Linked DNA regions of Mus musculus: region 1 is linked to region 2. A link is a contact called in public Hi-C data. All regions are on one chromosome and are shown on one strand. The core of a region is the stretch at or near the end of the contact, and the rest is flanking DNA. Distances in the headings are between cores, read along the strand shown.

Region 1 (2,948 bases), core at 50-2,549, 300 kb before region 2:
ACTATGTGGTTTTGAGTTGTATATAGGTGATAGATCTTATCAGAACCATTGGGCTTTTCTGACAAAGATCTTAGTTGATGGTGAAATTAATGGGGTAAATTTGTTGTTTTTTTAAATTATGTTGTGAAAGATTTCTCTTTAAAATGAAATAGAATGGAGGAAATAAATGTGTGTAGATTTCTGAATGTTAATTGTGATTGGTTTAGTGAGCCCTGTGCTCTGAATGTGTATGTCTGCTCCAAAATTCATGTGTTGAAACCTAATTTTTGAGTGATGGCATTAAGGGCATAGTCTTTGGGAGGTGGTCAGATCATGAAGATATAATTGTCACAAATAAGGTGATGTGTTTTGAACTTTTGATCCTCTGCCTCTCTTTCCCAAGAGCTGAGATTATAGGCATGGGCCATGACACCTGCCTTGAAATACTTTTTTAAAGATTAAAATAGCAAGTTAGGTGTAACTTTTGTTATTAATTTTGTTCAGTAGGTTAAAGACACTGAGATTTATAAAGGAATTTGGGCTACTAGATGCCTTTTGACTAACCCCTCCCTCTCTGTTGGAGGAGGTGAGGATACTTGGAAATATACAATGTCACTGAACTGATGAATGGTATGTTGCTGATAGCTTCAGAAGTTTATGAACTAAGAGAATGATAAATCATGTTTGGTTTGAGAAACTGCTAGAAGCAAGTGAGTAAACTAGAAAACTTATCAACATGTTAAAGAGTCATTTTGTTGTAGTGCAGAAAATATGAGAAGCTAATGAAGACTTAAGGGCATTTTTTTTAGTCATATTTTAAAAATTCTATTTTTGTATCTAAGCATACAGCAAATTTCCTGTGACTGTTAACTAAGTTTTGTCTTTTTTGATTCATATTCTGTTCTTACAGGCAGTTTTCAAAGACACAATCTACCCCAGAAGTTATTTTAAGTTAACTTTATAGTGGCATATTTGACATGTTTCAGAATGGGAACTGTCACTCCTGTAGAAAAAAAATTTTACAACTTGAGTGTTTCTCTATCTGTGCCCTAAAATTTGCTGTAACTATTTCATTTATTCACAAAGTAGTTTGGTTTTTTTACACAAAGATCCCAGTCTATATTTTTTTCTTCACATTTTTATATACTAAAAAGAATTTTGTAACAGGAACAAGGAAGCCAAAGTTCCTTTTAGATTAGTTCAATTTTTCATATGATATAGGCAAGCTCAGAGGATGCTTGGGAACAGAAATAGAGGCAGATGGATGCTGATGCTCTGTAAGGGTGGCGTGGCTCCTTTTGATTACAGATACTTGTGGTCTGAGAGGTGAAGATATGGAGCCACATCCATTTACAGTCTACACTAACCATGTGTGCTGTGGTAAAGCCAAGAACAACTTCATGTGTCAAGTAGAGAGAGCCACTTTTAGTTTTCTAGTACAGAGTTTCTTAGTATATCGCAACCCTGGCAGCACTGTCTTTGAACATTTGAGGCCAAATGCTATAGAAACTGCTATACTTTAATTCCTGCTTTGAATTACAGATGATTTGCTCTGAAATGTTAATTAGCATGTACTACTAGTGGACCATTTTTACACTTTTTCAAAAAACAAAAGCACATTTATTTATTTATTTTTAAAATTTTTTTATATGGGTATGTATGTGGGTATACTGTTACTGTCTTCAGACACACCAGAAGACAGCATTGGATGCCCATTACAGATGGTTGTGAGCCACCATGTGGTTGCTGGGAATTGAACTCAGGATCTCTGGAAGAACAGTCAGTGCTCTTAACTGCTGAACCATCTCGCCAGCCCTTATTTATTTATTTATTTATTTATTTATTTATTTATTTATTTATTTATAAGATTAATTTTTAGCTGGATGCTGGTGGCACACACCTTTAATCCCAGCACTCAGGAGGCCCAAGCAGGCTGATCTCTGAGCAGCAGAATAACAAGGAGTTGCAGAATGGCAAGAACTACAAAGGGAAACCCTGTCTCAAAAAAACTAAAAATAAATATTTGCTTTTTTAGTTTTTATGTGCATGGATACTTGGCTTGTGTGTTTGTCTGTGTACCACTTGCATGTTTGGTGCCTTGGAGGCCAAAAGAGGGTATTGGGGCCCCTGGAACTGGAGTGACAAATTGTTGTCAGTTGTGGGTACTGAGGATTGAACCTGGGGCTTAATGAATGTTAGCCAGCTACTGAGCCCTATTTTATCTTATGTGTGTGAGTGTTTTGCCTGCATCTATCTGCAAACTTTAGGCAAAAAGAAGGTGTAAATCTTCTGAGACAGGAGTTACAGATAGTTGTGAGCAATTGTATGGGGGTTTAAATTAAACCACGGCCAAAAGAGCACCCAGTGCTATCTCTTGGCTCAGGACACCCCCCCCCCCCCATTTGAAGTTGGTGCTGGGGATCAGAACCCAGGGCCTCATGCTTATGCAGCAAGTATTTTACCAACTGAGTCATCCATCTCCCTAGCCATAATAGCTTTCTTTATAAATAATTTTTTTTTTAATTTTGAAATTTTGCTTTTGCCCTTTCTATAAAAACCTGTGACCATGGAGAAATGACTTAGTGGTTCAGAGCATTTGTTGCCTTTCCAGAAGACCCAGACACATGCCTAGAACTTACATGGTGGTTAACAACTGTGCAGGGGTCTGACACCTTCTGGCACCAGGTACATACATGGTGCACAGATAAAACAAACATACACACAAACAAAACAAATACACACACACACACACACACACACACACACACACACATATAAATGAAAAATAGTTTAAAAATTATGAGAAAACTTTATTTTATTTTAATTAGGTATTTCCTTCATTTACATTTCCAATGCTACCCCAAAAGTCCCCCATACCCCCCACTCCCTTACCCCCTCCCCTTCTTGGCCCTGGCATTCCCCTTTACTGTGGCATATAAAGTTTGCAAGACCAATGGGCCTCTCTTTCC
Region 2 (2,854 bases), core at 173-2,672:
CCTTAGGGTTGGAGCAGCAGAGACCTCATCTTTTACCTGTGTGGTTGTCCAGGGTTCCAGGTTCCCTTCCCAACCCTCCTGCCTCCCCCCCCCCCAGCTCTCCAGCCAAGTTTTGGCCCTCACCCTGGGGTCCTTACCACGGCTACAGAGTATCAGGGTCTGTCTCCTACTACATTTCACTGTAACAATTAAAGAGAGAGATTACAACCTACTCTACCTTCAGAAGTATCTTTCAGTTTTTTCCCCCCTTCCTGGTGATCAGTGTGGTTGGTGTCTCAGAATTCCTTCCAGGTAGCTAGGAAGGTGGGTAGATTCGGAACATCACTTCTGGAGTGGGCACAGGAGATGGTTAGTTCCAGGCCAGCCATAGGAGCCAAGGATACAAATGTCCCCAAAATACATAATTAAGTACATCCACTGCTGCTCTAGAGGACCCATGTTGATTCCAGTCCCAGGGAGTCCTACATCCTCCTCTCTCTCGCTGGGCCACCAGGCACACATGTGGTGCACAGCCACACGGACAAACAATATGCCCGCACATGTGAAAGAATTTTGAAAAATAAGTTGGAGCCAGGTATACTAATACTATTGCACACCTTTAATCCCAACATTTGAGAAGCAGAAGCAGGGAGACCTCTGTGGATTTGAGGCCAGCCTGGGCTACACAACGAGTTTCAGGCCATCCATGAGGGCTGCTTAGTGAGACATTGATTTTAAAAAAGAGGGGGTGGGGGCTGGAGAAATGGCTCAAATGTTAAGAGCACTGGCTGCTCTTCCAGAGAACCCTGGTACAATTCCCAGCACCCACAACTGTAACTTCAGTTCTTGGGGATCCAACACCTTCATAGATGTACATGCAGGCAAAACAACAATGCACATTAAAAAAAAAAAGGAATCATTAGGAAAAGGGAAAAGGTTTAAAAAGATATTTTAAAAGACTAGGCTGAAAAGAGCCAGTCTGGGCAGTGAGCAAGGAAGTCGTAGAATTACCATGGGCCAAGGGCATCGGCTGCTTGTCAGCAGAAATACCGTAGGCTCGTTGGGGCTTTCGGGAGATGGGAAATATTCTAGGGGTTCTGCTGGCTGGTGCTGAGGGTCTGACAGGATATGCTTCTGGGAGAAAGTCCCAACTATGACATTGTGCCAGGATGTAGGATGGCTCCAAGACTGAGGATTGAACAGATGGCCAAACCACTGACATGCGGTGGTCTTTGAGGACGAGCAGGTGAACGCCTTCTAACTTCTTCCTTCACCCGGGAGCAGTCCAAGGTTAGCTCAGCACCAGCACAGCCTCTAGGCTCGCCTGCGTCAGCGGAGGCAGTGCGACTCACTCCTGTAGGGGGTGCAGTGGAGACGTGGTTGCCGCCAAGCGCACATGTGCGTCATCGGACAGGGGGCTGGGCCTCCAGAACCCGGAAGCTGGGGACCCACGTGGGAGGCTGGGAGGTGACTGTCTTGGCTCGAGGGTCAGGTTGTGGGCAGTCCTTGTGAGGGGACGAAGTGTGGGAGGTCAACGGGTCCTCCCCAGCTGTCTGTCAGTGGAGTCTCGGGCGCTGCTGGAGCAATGCGGCGACTCTGGACGGTCGGGTGCTTCAGTCGCCTGATTGCCCGCCATTTCTCCTCGGTGGCTCGGCGCGGGGAACGGCCTGGCGGGGAGGAGCTGAGTCGCTTGCTTCTGGATGACCTGGCGCCGGCCCAGCGGCTGGAACGTCTATTTGGCTTGTCCCCATGCCTCCTGGCCTTGCGGGCTGCCCGTCGGCGCGTGGCCCGGCTCCTGCTCCAGGCCGGTAAGGCTGGGCTGCAGGGGGAGCGAGCCGAGCTGCTCCGGGTGGCCGAGGCTCGGGGCATCCCTGTCTTGAGGCCCAGGCGTCAGAAACTGGATGCCTTGTGCGGCTACCAAGTGCACCAGGGCGTGTGCATGGAGGTGAGCCCGCTGCGACCCCGGCCTTGCGATGAGGCGGCAGACACGAGCTCAGGCGACGACCCTCAGCAGCTGTGGCTCGTCCTTGAGGGGCTCCAGGATCCCCGCAATCTTGGGGCTGTGATGCGCTCCGCTCACTTCCTCGGCGTAGACAGAGTCATCACCAGCCAGAGAAACAGGCACGGACGTCCCTTAATTCAGTTTACGCCCAATCTGGAGGCGGAGCCAAGCTCCTAAGCACTGGGCGGGGAGCCCCGGGGTGTGTAGGGCGCGGGGCTAGAGATTTTCTGGTTTTAACACGGATCGTGGGGATCCTTTGCAGCTGTCCGCTTACTCCAGTAGTCAGCAAGGCCAGCGCTGGGGCTATGGAGGTGATGGACGTGTTCGCCACTCCTGACCTGCCCGGTTTTTTGCAGGTAAAATGGGGCGAGAGGGGAAGAAGAGGCGGAGGCGATGACTCTAGTTAGGGATGTTAAAGCTATCTCCAACGCAGTGGATTGGGGGAGGAGGAAGAGAAGGGACGTGGTGGCATTGATTCCTACGACCTTCTAAGTCCCACCAGGAAAGATCCCAGGGCCTTTTAAATAGAGCATCGTCTGAAGTTAGGGATTTCCTCGTCTCATTTACTACACGCCATGGCCACCTGTGTCGGCAAGTCAATGTCTGACAACCGTGGGACTTCAGCAGTACTCCAGGGAGCTGGTGGACTGGAGTCGTGGGTACCCGGAAGCTCAACTTCAAAGCGATTTAAACAAGGCTTTCCAAGGGGCGAGCTTTAGTGTTCTTTAGCTGTGTGTTTCCTAGCTAGACTCTAGGGGGCAGCATTGCCCCGCATTTGGCAGTCCCTCCACCCTCTATCCTTCCCCTGTCCCCACCCTCATCCCTCAGTGAGAAAATAACCTTGAAAAGAGGCTGAAGAAAGCTGCCTGATAA

What was found. Hi-C and Micro-C count contacts between places; a contact is called where the count stands out from the background.
Region 1: a Hi-C map of erythroblasts shows a contact between it and region 2, with 4 times the contacts expected there. The contact joins the enhancer-like site here to the promoter of Mrm1 in region 2. A contact is called at or near these places in 1 of 39 promoter capture datasets (neutrophils), 1 of 484 Hi-C or Micro-C datasets (erythroblasts), 2 of 115 datasets of contacts at active chromatin or transcription factors (fetal liver and memory CD8 T cells) and 2 of 9 other capture datasets (adipose tissue and liver).

The regions. Positions count from the first base shown.
Region 1 is chr11:85,115,027-85,117,974 of GRCm38.p6, reverse strand. All of the region lies in intron 1 of Usp32 (ubiquitin specific peptidase 32), which reads left to right. Among named protein-coding and RNA genes, the nearest start is that of Usp32, 23 kb to the left of the region's middle. Within about 2 kb of position 1,299, at least 18 of the 459 cell types and tissues checked have an H3K27ac peak or open chromatin away from gene starts, as enhancers often do. A contact at or near this core is called in erythroblasts, where this site is marked.
Region 2 is chr11:84,818,083-84,820,936 of GRCm38.p6, reverse strand. It overlaps Mrm1 (mitochondrial rRNA methyltransferase 1), which reads left to right and starts at 1,422. Exons shown (of 5, transcript NM_145433.1): 1 at 1,422-2,100; 2 at 2,244-2,337. The coding sequence starts at 1,565. Dhrs11 (dehydrogenase/reductase (SDR family) member 11) reads left to right here. Exons shown (of 7, transcript NM_177564.5): 7 at 1-209.